Regions from separate parts of the Mus musculus genome. Here regions 2 and 3 are each linked to region 1. A link is a contact called in public promoter capture Hi-C data. All regions are on one chromosome and are shown on one strand. The core of a region is the stretch at or near the end of the contact, and the rest is flanking DNA. Distances in the headings are between cores, read along the strand shown.

What was found. Promoter capture Hi-C pulls out the DNA fragments that hold promoters and counts their contacts. Capture Hi-C pulls out chosen DNA fragments and counts their contacts.
Region 2: a contact with region 1 is called in a promoter capture Hi-C map of liver, with 4 times the contacts expected there. The contact joins the promoter of Npm1 here to the promoter of Cpeb4 in region 1. A contact is called at or near these places in 1 of 39 promoter capture datasets (pre-B cells), 2 of 484 Hi-C or Micro-C datasets (both in B cells) and 2 of 9 other capture datasets (adipose tissue and liver).
Region 3: a promoter capture Hi-C map of embryonic stem cells shows a contact between it and region 1, with 3 times the contacts expected there. The contact joins the promoter of Acyp2 here to the promoter of Cpeb4 in region 1. A contact is called at or near these places in 3 of 39 promoter capture datasets (embryonic stem cells, liver and pre-B cells).

The regions. Positions count from the first base shown.
Region 1 is chr11:31,868,210-31,872,933 of GRCm38.p6, forward strand. It overlaps Cpeb4 (cytoplasmic polyadenylation element binding protein 4), which reads left to right and starts at 2,731. Exons shown (of 10, transcript NM_026252.4): 1 at 2,731-4,724. The coding sequence starts at 4,079.
Region 2 is chr11:33,161,117-33,165,840 of GRCm38.p6, forward strand. It overlaps Npm1 (nucleophosmin 1), which reads right to left and starts at 2,090. Exons shown (of 11, transcript NM_008722.3): 1 at 1,806-2,090; 2 at 432-511; 3 at 1-109. The coding sequence starts at 1,863.
Region 3 is chr11:30,646,927-30,651,650 of GRCm38.p6, forward strand. Acyp2 (acylphosphatase 2, muscle type) reads right to left here and starts at 2,470. Exons shown (of 4, transcript NM_029344.3): 1 at 2,375-2,470. The coding sequence starts at 2,453.

The DNA of each region.
Region 1 (4,724 bases), core at 1,481-3,980:
CCTAGTCTCAGCCCAGACCAAACCTTAAACAAGTAGAGTGACCTGGTACGGAAGCACTGACTGATCCTGGAATGTCTTCTGCAAACCAAGAGAGGTTCCTGAACACTGGTCCATGCAACTTCTTCTAGGTAGAAGATGCCGCTGAAGCAACTCTCTGGACTCAATGTCTTAATAAGGAACACGTATCTTGATCCCTGCATGTGGGCACTGCGCTTACACAGACCTCATGTAACTCACTATCCTAGGAAGGTCTGGGGATACTGTCCACATGGCTCTATGGGGAAGAAAGGACTTGGAGTGGTGATGCTGAAGGCTACATAAGGAGGAAGCAGCAGATCTGAGTTCAAATTGAGGGCTGTTTGGTTTTCAGGTCAGTTTCCTCTAAGACACAGTTGCCATTTTAAGATACTGAGAAGAACTGATAGCTCCAAGTGACCCACAACCATCTACTGGACACAGAACATCCAGCTAGTCATTAAGTAAACATGTACTAAGTCTGTTCTGAGCCAGATCCTCTATTGGTCACTGGTGACATAAAGACAAATCACACACACACACACACACACACACACACACACACACACACACACACACACACAAATCACCCTTAAGAAACTAACTTACTGACACCCAGTAGTAATTTAAAAAGAGGAATCTTACAAGACTCTCTAGTAAGGGGAAGTTAGGGAAATCATTCTGAAAGAAATAGTACCTGGCTGAGCCAGCTCAGTCTCAAGGTATGTGTGTGTGTGTCAAGGGGAGCGGCAGAAAAGGAAAACAACAGAGTAAGATCCAACCTTACCTATGCTCAAAGAACTCACAGAACTGCAGAGGTCAGTATGATACATATACACGAAGGAGAATAACATCCCCGAATAAGATCCACATAGGCAAGCCATACAGGAAGTGTTGGAGAATTGAGACACTTGATATAGAAGGAAGGGTTAGATGACGGTGATGATGAGTCTTTGAGACAAGATGATAGCCCTGGCTAGCCTGGAACTTGCTTGATGTGTAGACCTGATGGCTTAGAACTCAGGGATTAAAGGTGTGTGTCACCATACTGGGTAGATAGATATAGATATAGATATATGATTTTGTTGGAATTACTTTGGGCTCTATCTTAGTTTTTTCTTCAGTTTCCATTTCCCAAAGGAAACATTTATTCAACACATATCTAAAACTTATGCTGAGGACAATATATTACTTCAGGCCCCAGCAGAGTAAACGATAGTAGGCCTATACAAAGGCAAAGACAGGGAGGCCTTGAGTAGACAGCAAATAACCAACATGTGAGCTCCAAACCAAATGGCATAAGAAACTAAATGATGAATTCAGATTTGAATATCAGACCTTTCAGAAAAGATTTCATTCTTGCTGCTTTTCTCTATGTATGTCTCCATTCAAGATTCCTCTCTGGTGCTTCCAATCTTCAATGTCAAATCTTTCGAGCAGTGGCTCTCAACCTTCCTAATGCTGCGACCCTTTCATACAGTTACTCGTGCTGTGGTGACCCCTCCCCACCATAAAATTACTTTTGTTGCTACTTCATAACTGTAATTTTGCTACTGTTATGAATTGTAATGTGAACATCTGTGTTTTCTGAGGGTCTTAGGCAATCCCTGTGAAAGGGTCATTGGACACCTCCCTGAAGGCATCACAACCCAGTTGTTGAGAACTACTGTTTTAAGCACTGATTTAGAGACATAAGCCACCAATGTAATATAATGCCATATAAAAGCATGAGCGGTATCGAGGGTCATGTATGCCTGTAAAAAGAGATTCCGAAGGCAGAGTAGGTAGGTTGGAGACTTACTCCTAAAACGAAATGAGAGTTTGCCAAGAGGAGACGACAAAGGCGTGGAAAAAGGCACAGAGAATACTGCCCACAGGACAATACGGAGTTTGGTCTTTATTCTCCAGGTAACGGACTGCCATTTTTAAAAAGGTATGAGCACAACAGGACCGTGACTGGAATTTCGTTTTTAGAAAAATCCCTCCGTTCTGCTTGGAAGGTGGAGTAGAAAGCTAATAGTTGGTGGCTCAGCCATGGACGCCTACAGCATCTGCATCTCAAAGGGAGGATGGGAGAGTAGGTGGTTCGGGTGGAGGAATGGAGACTGAAGGGAATCCCTCCGGAGACGTGCGTTCAGGATAAGGACTATGCAGTTCTAGGCACAGCACAGATGCCGGGAAAACCCGCCTCTCCTTCCATCCCTCGGGGGCGGAGCTCGGGCCAGAGCACGTGATGCCCGGGGCACCCACCTTTACTCAGGGCAGGCCTCTCGTTTATTCTAGGTTTCATGGGTTGCCACTTCGACCCCCAACACTTTAGCTCAGTGTTTCAGTGTGCAAGATGTCCATTCTCTTCCGAGCGTCTCTCTACGGACTTCCTAAGAAGCCTGCTTTGGGAACATAAATCGCAAAGGAATCTTTGCCCATAAAAAAGATGGCGGTGCACCGCTTGCACTGGGTGCGCAGACCCGAGGCCGACGCCGGCCCCGCTGGGCGAGGCGCAGGCGGAAGAGGCGGCTCTGAGATGACCAGAGACCTTCCTGGGTGGAGCTCTGAGGCTGGGAGGCGTGGCCTAGTCGGGATTGTGGTGTCGGATTGGTCTTCCGGCTGCTAGGCGTGGCCTCCGCAGCACCCCGCCCCTCCCTCATCGAACCGGAAGTGTCTCTCGGTCTTTCCAGCTGGTTGTCATTTCACTCGGCTCGGTCCTGAGGAGAAGGACTCAGCCGCGGCTGCGGGACCTGGGCACCGGAGGCAGTGGCGGCGGCGGCGGCGGCGGCAGCGGCGACAGCAGAGGAAGACGAGGAGGAAGAAGGAAGAAAAAGAAGAGCCAGACGGAGTCCGCAACGACGACAGCTGGGACTGCGGGACCGGGGAAAAGCGGCGGCGGCGGCGGCCCAGCAACCGTGAGGAGAAACAAAAGCCTTCTAAATTATAGTTTCCAATCAGTCTAGGGGAAAAGAGAGCGCGAGCCGAGGGGGGAGGCTTTTCTCCTGTAGAGTAACTACGGTAGCGGGGTTTTCCTTTTTGTCCATCCCCCTTCCCCCTCCCCCCGGCGGAGAATCGAACTGAGAGAACTGAACAAACCGCCCCTGGGTCCCATGAGGGAAAAAAATCCCGGAGCCGCAGAGAGGGGAAGAGGCAGAAACCGCAGGACCTTCCAGGTCGCCCCCTTGCTCCCCGCACCCCCGGGCCGCCAGCTTGCCCTTGTCCAGTCTCGCTAATCCCTCCTGATCGCGACACCCCCCAGAGGGAGAAACGGGTGTTTCCAACCCCTTTCATGGGGGAAAGGAGGCCGAGGGGAGCCCAAGAACAGCAAACGCAGCAAGATCTGCACCCGGAGCCCAAGGAACAGCCCCAGAGGCCCACACTGCACCCTACAAAAGAACAGAAACAGGACCAGGAACAGCAGAAATCTCCCTGCAATCATCTTTCCTTTAGTCAAGGCTGATTTCCTCTTTGGCAACCAGAAATTCACCTCCCGCCCCAGATAACCTAATATAATCTATCTATATATAAATATATAATATATAATGTTCTTAAATTATTCCTGATTTTTTTAACCAAGCTGCCAAGAAAAGAACGTATTCACCCCTTAATCCTATTCTAATTTTTATGTGAATCTAAACTGCTGAGGAAGACCATATGTGATTGTTAAATTTTATATATATATATTTTTACTCCGCACAATGCTTATTCTTCTATATCCATAGATGCTTGAGAAGCTGTGTTTTTGTCATTCATGAACATTTTCCTTTGGAAAAAGAAAGCGCCTATTTTACTAACCAAAGACTTGATTTTTACCTTTTTCCTTTTTTATTCCTTCCTTGAAATAAGCCCAATTGGATTCATATCAATATTTTAAGAGGTTTTTTTTTTTAGGTTCTTTTCCATTCAGAGAGACCAGAATTCCAAATCAGAGATACGTAGGGTGATAAGCTGTGATCTTTGAGTTAGCTATAAATAAGATACTTCAAGCAAACATATTTGAGATACAGGGGAGGAAAGACGTGAGACATTAGGTTGTCTTTTTTTTATTGTGAGATTCTGATCCTAAAAATAATAAATGGGGGATTACGGGTTTGGAGTGCTAGTGCAAAGCAATACTGGGAATAAATCTGCTTTTCCAGTCCGATTCCATCCACATCTGCAGCCTCCACACCATCACCAAAATGCCACCCCCAACCCTGCTGCTTTTATAAATAATAACACAGCTGCCAATGGCAGCAGTGCTGGGTCAGCCTGGCTCTTTCCTGCCCCGGCTACTCATAACATTCAGGATGAGATCTTGGGGTCAGAAAAAGCAAAAAGTCAACAGCAAGAACAACAAGACCCTTTAGAAAAGCAACAGCTCTCCCCGAGTCCAGGTCAGGAAGCTGGAATACTGCCTGAAACTGAAAAGGCAAAAGCTGAAGAAAATCCAGGGGACAGTTCTTCAGAAAACAGCAACGGAAAAGAAAAACTACGCATTGAATCACCAGTGTTGACAGGGTTTGATTACCAAGAAGCCACCGGTCTCGGGACTTCCACCCAACCCTTGACATCCAGTGCATCGTCCCTTACTGGTTTCAGTAACTGGTCAGCAGCGATAGCACCTTCTTCCTCCACTATAATCAATGAAGATGCAAGTTTCTTTCACCAGGGAGGGGTCCCTGGCGCTTCAGCTAATAATGGTGCTCTCTTGTTTCAAAATTTTCCCCATCATGTCAGCC
Region 2 (4,724 bases), core at 840-3,339, 1.3 Mb after region 1:
CAGACATTTTCAAAGTTGCCAGTGTTACTTTAATTGGACTGCCTTCATAGTTCATTGCTTCTGCCTCTACGATGTGTAACTCATCTTTTGCCCCTGCTCCTAAACTGACCTGTGAATAAAAATGTTTCAAAGAAACTTTTAAAGTGGCTTTTCACCACTACTGACGAAAAGAAAACTAGTCATCTCACCATTAGAATTAGAATTGAAGCGTTTCACAACAGAATTACCATATACACAACTGTTCCTTTAAATGAATAAAGCTGGCAGATTAAAAACAAGCACTGTTCTACAAAGCACCTATCTAGCACCTTGGAGTGACCAAGCTATACAAAATTACAAGTGACAAAGATCCCCTATCTTTTCTGGGATTAAACTCCTAGTTCATCAGTAGGAAATGTCTGAAATGTTTTTAAGTTTCAGAGCTTACATACCGTTCTTAATGACAACTGGTGCTCATTTTCATCATTATCCACTTTAAAGTGATAGTCTTTGTCAGCCTTTAGTTCACAGCCTGTATGTAAGACAAAAACAAGAAAGCAAACCTAGCAATGATACTTACATCAAAACCCAAAGCCTAAAGTTCTGTGAAATCAACTCAAATGAAACATTAAAAAAAAAAATCTTTAATTTTCTCATAGTACTAACTACATTGAGGCAACATTGCTGGTTTCCACAGTAGACTTAATGAGTCTCTTTAAAGTAGTATGGTGAAATCGGTATAAACACTACTAGAATTAATGAACGAGTGGCAGAGTTCACTGTTCCTTTAATCTCAGGACTGTTAAAAAGCTAAAACGTGAATCACTGAAAAACAAACTGATTCTTTTAAACAAAAACTGGGTGTAGGGTAGGCAGCAAGACTATAGATGTGATCCCCAAAAGCCTTGATGCTAAAGCGAATCTTGTCTGTTCAACAGATCCTTCCCTCTCCCCACCCCAAGAAAAAGTAGTTCTAGATAGAGCCAGGTAGATGATTTAAGGGTACTCCTAACATTAAGCCACGTGGGCCATCAGTACAGCTATCTGCAACGTGATGCTGACTCCGCCTACCAGAGGCAAATTAAAAAGGGGGGGCTCCATCACTGTGGATACTGAAAGATATGAACAAAGATCTCAAAAACCCATACGCCACGGGCTATGAAATAAACATTTCCCTCCCAGAACTTTTAACTAAGCCACAAGATCCCACGGCTGAAGGTTGGCTAGAGTCGGAGAGCCCGGATGTAGAGCCCACACCCCCTCCCTAACCCCCAACCACGTGGCAACCACGTGCTCCTAGGGGTTGCTGCCCCTTCTGCCTCAGGGCGCCTGCTCGGACCATTCCCCGTTACTGGGCGAAGCCCTCGGTCGCCACAGAATACAAGATGCGGCCCCTGGAAAGCCCAGCGCCTGCAGATGTATCCTCCCCAACAGGGCGGAGGTAGGCCTCGCCTCGCTCCACAGGCCCCTTTCTCCCGTGCCGCCTGCCGTGGCTCAACACAAGAGGAAAAAAAGGAGCTCGGAAGCGACCGTGCGGGCTTTCGTGCACAGGAGAAACGCCTCTCAAGTTCGCGCCACAGGCAAGGTCGCACCCTCGCCGGCCGGCCGGCCGCTCCTAACACCCGAGGCTACAGGCTGGGCCGCTCCCGCCCCATTTTCCGGCGGCTTTCCTAGTGTTCAGGCCGCTGCTTCTAAGGCCTGGGAGATTCCTCCTTGCTCTCCGGCCTCCACCTACGCCGCGTTCCCCACACGCCAGGCCTCGGCTGGGCTCCCGCCCCCCCCCCCATCACCAGGCCCTGCACACGCTTCCCCCTCCAGTCAGTTACCGAAAAGGTAGTTCTGAGGCCTAAGAGGACTCATGTCCATATCCATCGAGTCTTCCATGAGGTGGAGGCGCGCACTTCGGTGTGGGAGAAGCCGGACGGAAAACAACTGCCTCCTGTTCCACAGAACAGACGCGCAGGACGGAATCACGCCAAGGAAAGGACGCGGGCTCTCCGCACGTATATATGGTCGCAGGAGATCTCGCGAGATCTGCGCTAGTCCTGCCTCCGCGAGCCTCCTCTGGATCCCTCCCACTCCCCGCACAGTCGCGCTTTTGCGCGTGCGCCTTTCATCCTCACGCCTAGGTACCTCGCCCCCCTCCTCCTCCAGGTGCTTGGCGGGCTCTCACTGCGCACGCGCGTTCGTCTCTGGCCCCGTCCCTCCACTACTGTCGCCCAAGCGCAGGCGCGTTTTCTCTTTGTGGCCTCGCTCTGGGTTTTCAGGGCTTCCACGTCTTCTCCGCTCGTGCTCGCGGGCCCAGGGCCGAGAGCGTGCGCAGCCCACCCTGAAAGATGGCGGCTGCAGCCAGGGAACCACAGAGCGTCTCTTTTCTCCACCCTCCGTTCCCCGTAGGCCTGGAACAAGCATAATCACCTCAGGATTTGGCTTGCTCGAAGGCTTGCTCTTCGTTTTCACGTAGCTTCAGGAGCCCAGGGCGGAGTGGCTGGATCTAGGCTACTTTCCCCGCAGCCATGCTTTTGCACCTCTTTTCTGAGGCAGCATTTTCAAAACGAAAATTATCAGCTTTATGTCATTTGGGGACCAAAGAGAAACCCAGTCAGTCGCCTCCAAAGAGCATCTTTCTAAAACTTTAGAGCGTGCAGAACTGAGAAAACGCAGGCCGTCTTCATCATTCCAAATGAAGGCCTATCGCTTTTTTAGAAATTCATGAGCCTTAATACGAATCTTCGGCTGGGAATTAGCGCTTTAAAATGAATCCTGACGAACATCCCTCAGCGTTGGGTGCTTTCTGACAGCGGCCCTAATCTTTTTATCTCAACATGGAGCTAGCATATTTAAGAATTTGGGGGAGGAATGTAGATAATGGTACCAATGTTTGTAGACTCCAGAGACGTGTCAGATATAAATGCATGTGAGCCCATTACGTATCAAATCCTAAATTCGGAGATATCTGTCAATATGTGAATTTCAGTTTGCAACTATAAGGAAAAAATCATGAAACTTGGAAGAATTGTGTGTGTAAATAAACAGAGAAAAAAAAAAAAAAAGTCGGGCGTGGTGGCGCACGCCTTTAATCCCAGTTTGCGGGAGGCAGAGGCAGGCGGATTTCTGAGTTCGAGGCCAACCTGGTCTACAGAGTGAGTTCCAGGATAGCCAGGGCTATACAGAGAAACCCTGTCTCGAAAAACCAAAATAATAATAATAATAAAATAAACAGAGATAGACTGGGTATAGTGTGGGAAAGAACGGGTGAACAGAATTTGACCATCCAAACTGAGAAGGTGCAGGAGGAAGCATTGATACCCCTTGAGCCTGTGCAAGCCAGACAGTTTGATTGTTTCTGGATTCTGAAGCTTATTTAAATGCAGCTCATGCTGGTTTAATCCCAGCACTCTGGAGGCACAGGCAAGTGGATCAGGAGTTCAAGACCAGTGGTCTACAGAGCAAGTTCCAGGATAGGCAGGACTACACAGAGACTCAGTTCTTCCTGCCTCCCCGAAACTTTAGGTGCCTTAGTTGTCACTGAATGATGCCACATGCTTAGGTACAATGAGTAAGAGCTGTGTATATTACCTTACAACAAAATACTATCTTTTTTTTTTTTTTATTCCATGCTTTTATTAGTTTTTAGCATGCTTTAAAACATAAAAACAGAATCCTATGGCCAATGCCCAGCTTCAACAGTTGTCTCCACACACACACAGCATGCTATTTAATACACATCTTCCCATCTGCATATTTGGGTGTGGGCACGAATCATCCTGGAATTAGCTGATCTCTTGTGGATACCAAGTGACAACTATACAACTGTATTTCATACTACACCACATGACTACAGATATATGAGAAGAAATGTCCAGACTCACATTGATTAGGCCATTCAATGCATTATACATATTCCCAAGTACGCCATACATCATAAATAGATAGATACACTTTACATCAATTAAAAATAAACTGAAAAGAGAAATACCCCATGAGCTTCTGGGTATATCTGTAGACAGTAGCCAAGAAGGTATCCTATAAGAGAAACTTAGATAAAGTTTCTCTTAGATAAAGATATAGGAAAAGAAAGCCATTTGAGAAATCTCCATTTCAAGATCCTGCTGTGGTGGTTGTAGCACACACCTTTAATCCCAGTACTCGGGAGGCAGAGGCAGGCAGATTTCTGAGTTCAAGGACAGCCGGGTCTACAGAGTGAGTTCCAGGACAGCCAGGGCTACACAGAGAAACCCTGTCTCGAAAAAAACAAACCAAAACAAAACAAAAAACAAACATCTCGTCCTGGAAGCTTAATTGTGTCTAACAGTATACCATTTTGATGGACCGTACTTTTTTTTTTAAGATTTATTTATTATTTATATGTAAGTACACTGTAGCTGTCTTCAGACACACCAGTAGAAGGTGTCAGATGTCATTACAGATGGTTGTAAGCCACCATGTGGTTGCTGGGATTTGAACTCAGGACCTTCATAAGATCAGTCAGTGCTCTTAACCACTGAAGCATCTCTCCAGCCCCGGACCATACTTTTAATGTCGCAGCCCACATACCTGCGCTTAACCAAAAAAAACAAAAACAAAAAAAAAGTGTCTTAAATAAACAAACAGGCCAGGCAGTGGTGGCACACGCCTTTAATCCTAGCACTTGGGAGGCAGAGGCAGGCGGATTTCTGAGTTCAAGGCCAGCCTGGTCTACAGAGTGAGTTCCAGGACAGCCAGGGCTATATAGAGAAACCCTG
Region 3 (4,724 bases), core at 1,220-3,719, 1.2 Mb before region 1:
AAGCAAATTTATTAGAATGACTTACAGGCTGTGGTCCAACAAGTCCAACAATGACTGCCTATGACTGAAAAGTCCAAGAATACAGTAGTTGCTCAGACCACAAGACTAGATGTCTCAGCTGGTCTTCAGTATACACCAGAATCACAAAGATCACAAAGAATCACTCTAATGCCAGTGAAGGAATGGACTTGCTAGCAGCCATTCGAAGGCAAGCAAGAAAAGACAGCAAGCTTCCTTCTTCCATGCCCTCCCTGAGAAGGCAAGGCCCAGATTAGAGGTGGGTGGGTGTTTCTACTCCAAAAAAATTGAATTAAAGATGTGTCTGATCATCTCAAAGATCAGGATTAGAAGTGAATCTTCCCACTTCAAATTAAGCAAAACACCTCTCAGGTATTCTCTCCATTTTTAGGTTTTAGTTAATTCCAAACATGGTCAGGTTACCAGAGTATCAAAAGTACTAACCAGGCTCAATACCACTTAGCCATGATTCCTAATATCCTTTCTAAAAGTACAGACTCATCAGTAACTTTTCAAATTTTCTGCTTACTCATGCAGTCTTTCCCACACCTGACCTAACAGTTGTCTGCTGTGATCTTCCTACGTCTCTTTCCACAGCAAATCTCTGAAACAAAGGCTCATTATAAACACACTTTCATCCATCCTTAATCTTACCCTGTATACATTGCCACAAAATGTAAAATATCAACAGAATATCAAAATAAAAAGATAATATTCTTCCTCCCCCTTTAGACAAGGATCCATTTTTAAAAATCCAGTTTTCCCACTTAGAAATAAATTTCCAATACAAACTCACATTTAAAATCTACTAATGGTTATCACTAAAGCTTATTGATAAAGGAAGTTAAGAAAAGTATCCCATAGTATCCCCCCACCCCATGCACACACACAACAGCACATCTGAGGTGGGATTGGGGATGGAGATAAAAGAAATTCTCATGCATACCAAACAATGGAATAAAATTATGTGGAGAAGGTAGAATGGAAATCCGACTCAAACAGGAAGTAATATCCTCGTTAAAGGGCACACGCCTTTAATCCCAGCACTTGGGAGACAGAGGCAGGAGGATTTCTGAGATCGAGGCCAGCCTGGTCTACAAAGTGAGTTCCAGGACAGCCAGGGCTATACAGAGAAACCGAGTCTCAAGCCCCCGCCCCACCCCCCAAAAAAGAGAAAAAATAAAGAGAAAAAGAAAAAGAAAGAGAAGGAGGAGGAGGAGGAGGAGGAGGAGGAGGAGGAGGAGGAGAAAGAGGAAAAGGAAAAGGGAAAGGGAAAGAGAAAGAGAAAGAGAAAAGAGAAAGAGAAAGAGAAAGAGAAAGAGAAAGAGAAAGAGAAAGAGAAAGAGAAAGAGAAAGAGAAAGAGAAAGAGAAAGAGAAGGAGAAGGAGAAGGAAAAGGAAAAGGAAAAAGAAAAAGAAAAAGAAAAAGAAAAAGAAAAAGAAAAAGAAAAAGAAAAAGAAAAAGAAAAAGAAAAAGAAAAAGAAAAAGAAAAAGAAAAAGAAAAAGAAAAAGAAAAAGAAAGGCATTATTTTTATGTTGAAGACCGGAACCTGCATTACAGGCTTATAAGGACTAGCTCGTCCTTGGTCTGGTACAGAGCAGAGCACCCATTCCAGGGCTTGGTGACTATTAAGCAAGCACTCTACTGAGCTACATTTCCAGTCTCAAAAAGTTTTCTTCTTTTAAATGGATGATATACATTAAATAGTTACAGTATTTATACGCCATTAGATAATTTTCTCAAGTGTATAGACCAGCCTGGTCTTGAACTCAAATATCCACCTTCTTCTGCATAAGGACTACATGCACTACTATGTCAAGTTGCGTTAGAAAAAATTAAAAGAATGTTTTAACGTTTTAAATTACAAATATAAAGATTTAAAGTAAGTCAGACATTATATTCTATGCATCTATTTAAGCTTATAATCAAACAAAAATTTTAAAACTTCACTTAAATGGCCTGGGAGTGTACTTCAGCAATCTAGTACGCAAATGTAAGACTGTGCATAAATATATAAGGTTCAATCTCCAAAACCCAGGAAGGAAAAATTGCTAGCTGGAGAGGGGCTACAACCTCTGACAAAGTAAATCACCCAGTATCATTCAGGTACCCTTGCTTTTCTGCCGCACTTAGGCGTCCCCCACCCCCATCCTATAGGCTTGCAGCGTCCTCTTCGGGAACCCAGGGTGACCTCCCTCCGCCCCGCGCTAGCCCGTTCTCCCCGCCCCGGGCTGCTGTGTCATGGCTGAGCGGAAGTCGCTGCCTCAGTGAGAAGAACCGTCCCTAAAATGGATGGCATAAGCTTCCTCCTCTCCCTCCCACGGCCTCGTCTTGGCATCCCAGGTCAGACCGTACCTTGCACTGTCCCGAACACTTCGTAGTCCACAGACTTGAGCAGCTCGGTCATGGCGGCCAGCCTTCTCCCGAGCAGCATTAGCTGGGTATGTGGCGCGGAGACTGCGACAGCCGCCAGGGGAGGAAGACTTATGGGCTCTGGGACCGACGCCCAGAAGCCAAGACAAGAGCGCGCTGGGTCATGCGTAAGAAGATGGCAGATGACCGTTGTACACAGTGAGGGCGACGGGACACCCGGCGCTCGGGCTCCCTAGCAGGGTGCTCCCTCTCTGCGTTCCCCAGGACCCGGTTCTCTAAAGAAAACGGAGGTCGGGCATGTGAGGGGATTAAACCAACTAATATCTACCCACCGACGTTTATTTGACACAAAAAAGGTTTTGTTTTGTTTTTTCTATAAGGATGAAAATAAGAGGGTGACTTGTTGAGAGGACAGAGCGGGTAAAGTCTAAGTGGGTAGAGATGAGAAGGATAATAGGGGGAAAATTACCAAAATTCATTATATGCAAGGATAAAATGTCAAAGAATTTTTAAGTTTTAGGTGATTTTATATAGGTACACTGTAAAGAATACATAGTATACCCATGGGTACACTGTAAGGAGATTAATTCAAGCTAATTAACTTTCATCTCTGATTTCATTTAAGATTTCAACGATTTTAAATATATATCATTCTTAACTATACTCACCATTGTGCAAATATATGATAATCTCCACTTCATATGAAGAAAATGTGTGCCCTTGAAACAATATCCCCATTTCCAACATCCTGAGGTGGACATTTGAAATGAAGGACCTGCTTAGCTTAGTGGCACAAAGGGTATTTGGTCAGTGTGCTGGCTAGTCTTGGCACAAGCTAGAGTAATCTTAGAGGAGAGAACCTCAAGTGAGAAAATGCCTCCATAAGATCTAGCCATAAGGCATTTTCTTAATTAGTGATTGATGGGGGGGTGGGGGAGGGAGCAGTGGAACCCAGCCAGTTGTGGGTGATGCCATCCCTAGTCCAGGGATCCTGGGTTCTATAAGAAAGCAGGCTGAGTAAGCCATGTGGAACAAGTCAGTAACCAGTCCCCACCCCCACCCCACCCCCCATGCCTCTACATCATCTCTAGGTTCCTGCCTTGTTTGAGTCCCTATCCTGATATGTACAGTGCTGTGGAGGTATAAGCCAAATAAACATTTTCCTCCCCCAAGCTGCTTTTTGGTCATTGTGTTTCATGGCAGCAATAAAAACCTTAACTAAGACAGACAATGAATCAATTCTGAAATGTTCTGACGGTGCCAAATCTGTGGTGATTCTGAGATAAAGTTAGGCTTGATCTTTTCATTCAGGCTGATGAATCTGAAAGGTGCCTTGTGGTGATTTGGCTAGCTTTGTTGCCCATACAGACTGTGTTTGAATACTTGGGCCCATGGGAAGTGGCATTATGAGGAGATATGGCCTTAGTGGAGAAAGTGTGTCCCTGTAGAGGCAGGGCTTTGAGGTCTCCTATGCTCAAGTTATGCCCAGTATGGAATCCTGTCACCTCTTAGTTACCTTCAGACAAAGATGTAGAATTCTCAGTTCCTCTGGCACCATGTGAGCCTGCGTGTTGCCATGCTTCTGGCCATGATAATGGACTAAATCTCTGAAATTGTAAACTAGCACCAATTAAATGTTTGCTTCCATAACAGTTGCCATGGTCATGACATCTCTTCACAGCAATAGAAATCCTAAGAAATACCTCAATCTCTATTATAACTAGATGTGATGCTGTGTAAGATGAGAATTTTTAACAATTTTATCTAATGCCAATGGAAACAGACTTACAGTCATTCTGTCTGTTGTTATACAGTTTTGTTTTCATGGTCTTGATTATTATTCAGAGATATTTCAATTGTCTGGGACAGTTAAAACAGGCTATATCTGAAGAACTGTATTTCCTAGTGAGCTATTTGAAGTCTTCTAGTAACCCATCACTTCAGATAATAAGGATAGAATTTTCAATAATCTGCCTTCTAAATTTCAAATACTTTTTTGTTTGTTTGTTTTTTTCAAGACAGGGTTTCTCTGTGTAGCCCTGGCTGTCCTGGAACTCACTCTGTAGATCAGGCTGGCCTTGAACTCAGAAATTCGACTGCCTCTGCCTCACAAGTGCTGGGATTAAAGGCGTGTGCCACCACGCCCAGCTTCAAATACTTTTATATTTGAGAATTTGCAATTCTCTATTTGTTGGCCTTAATACTTTTATATTTCTTTGCATCTGTGCATATTGAAGAATCTACTACCACTTAATTAAATACTTTGTGCCCTTTCTATCTGGGAACACACACACATACACACACACACAGAAAGAGAGAGAGAGAGAGAGAG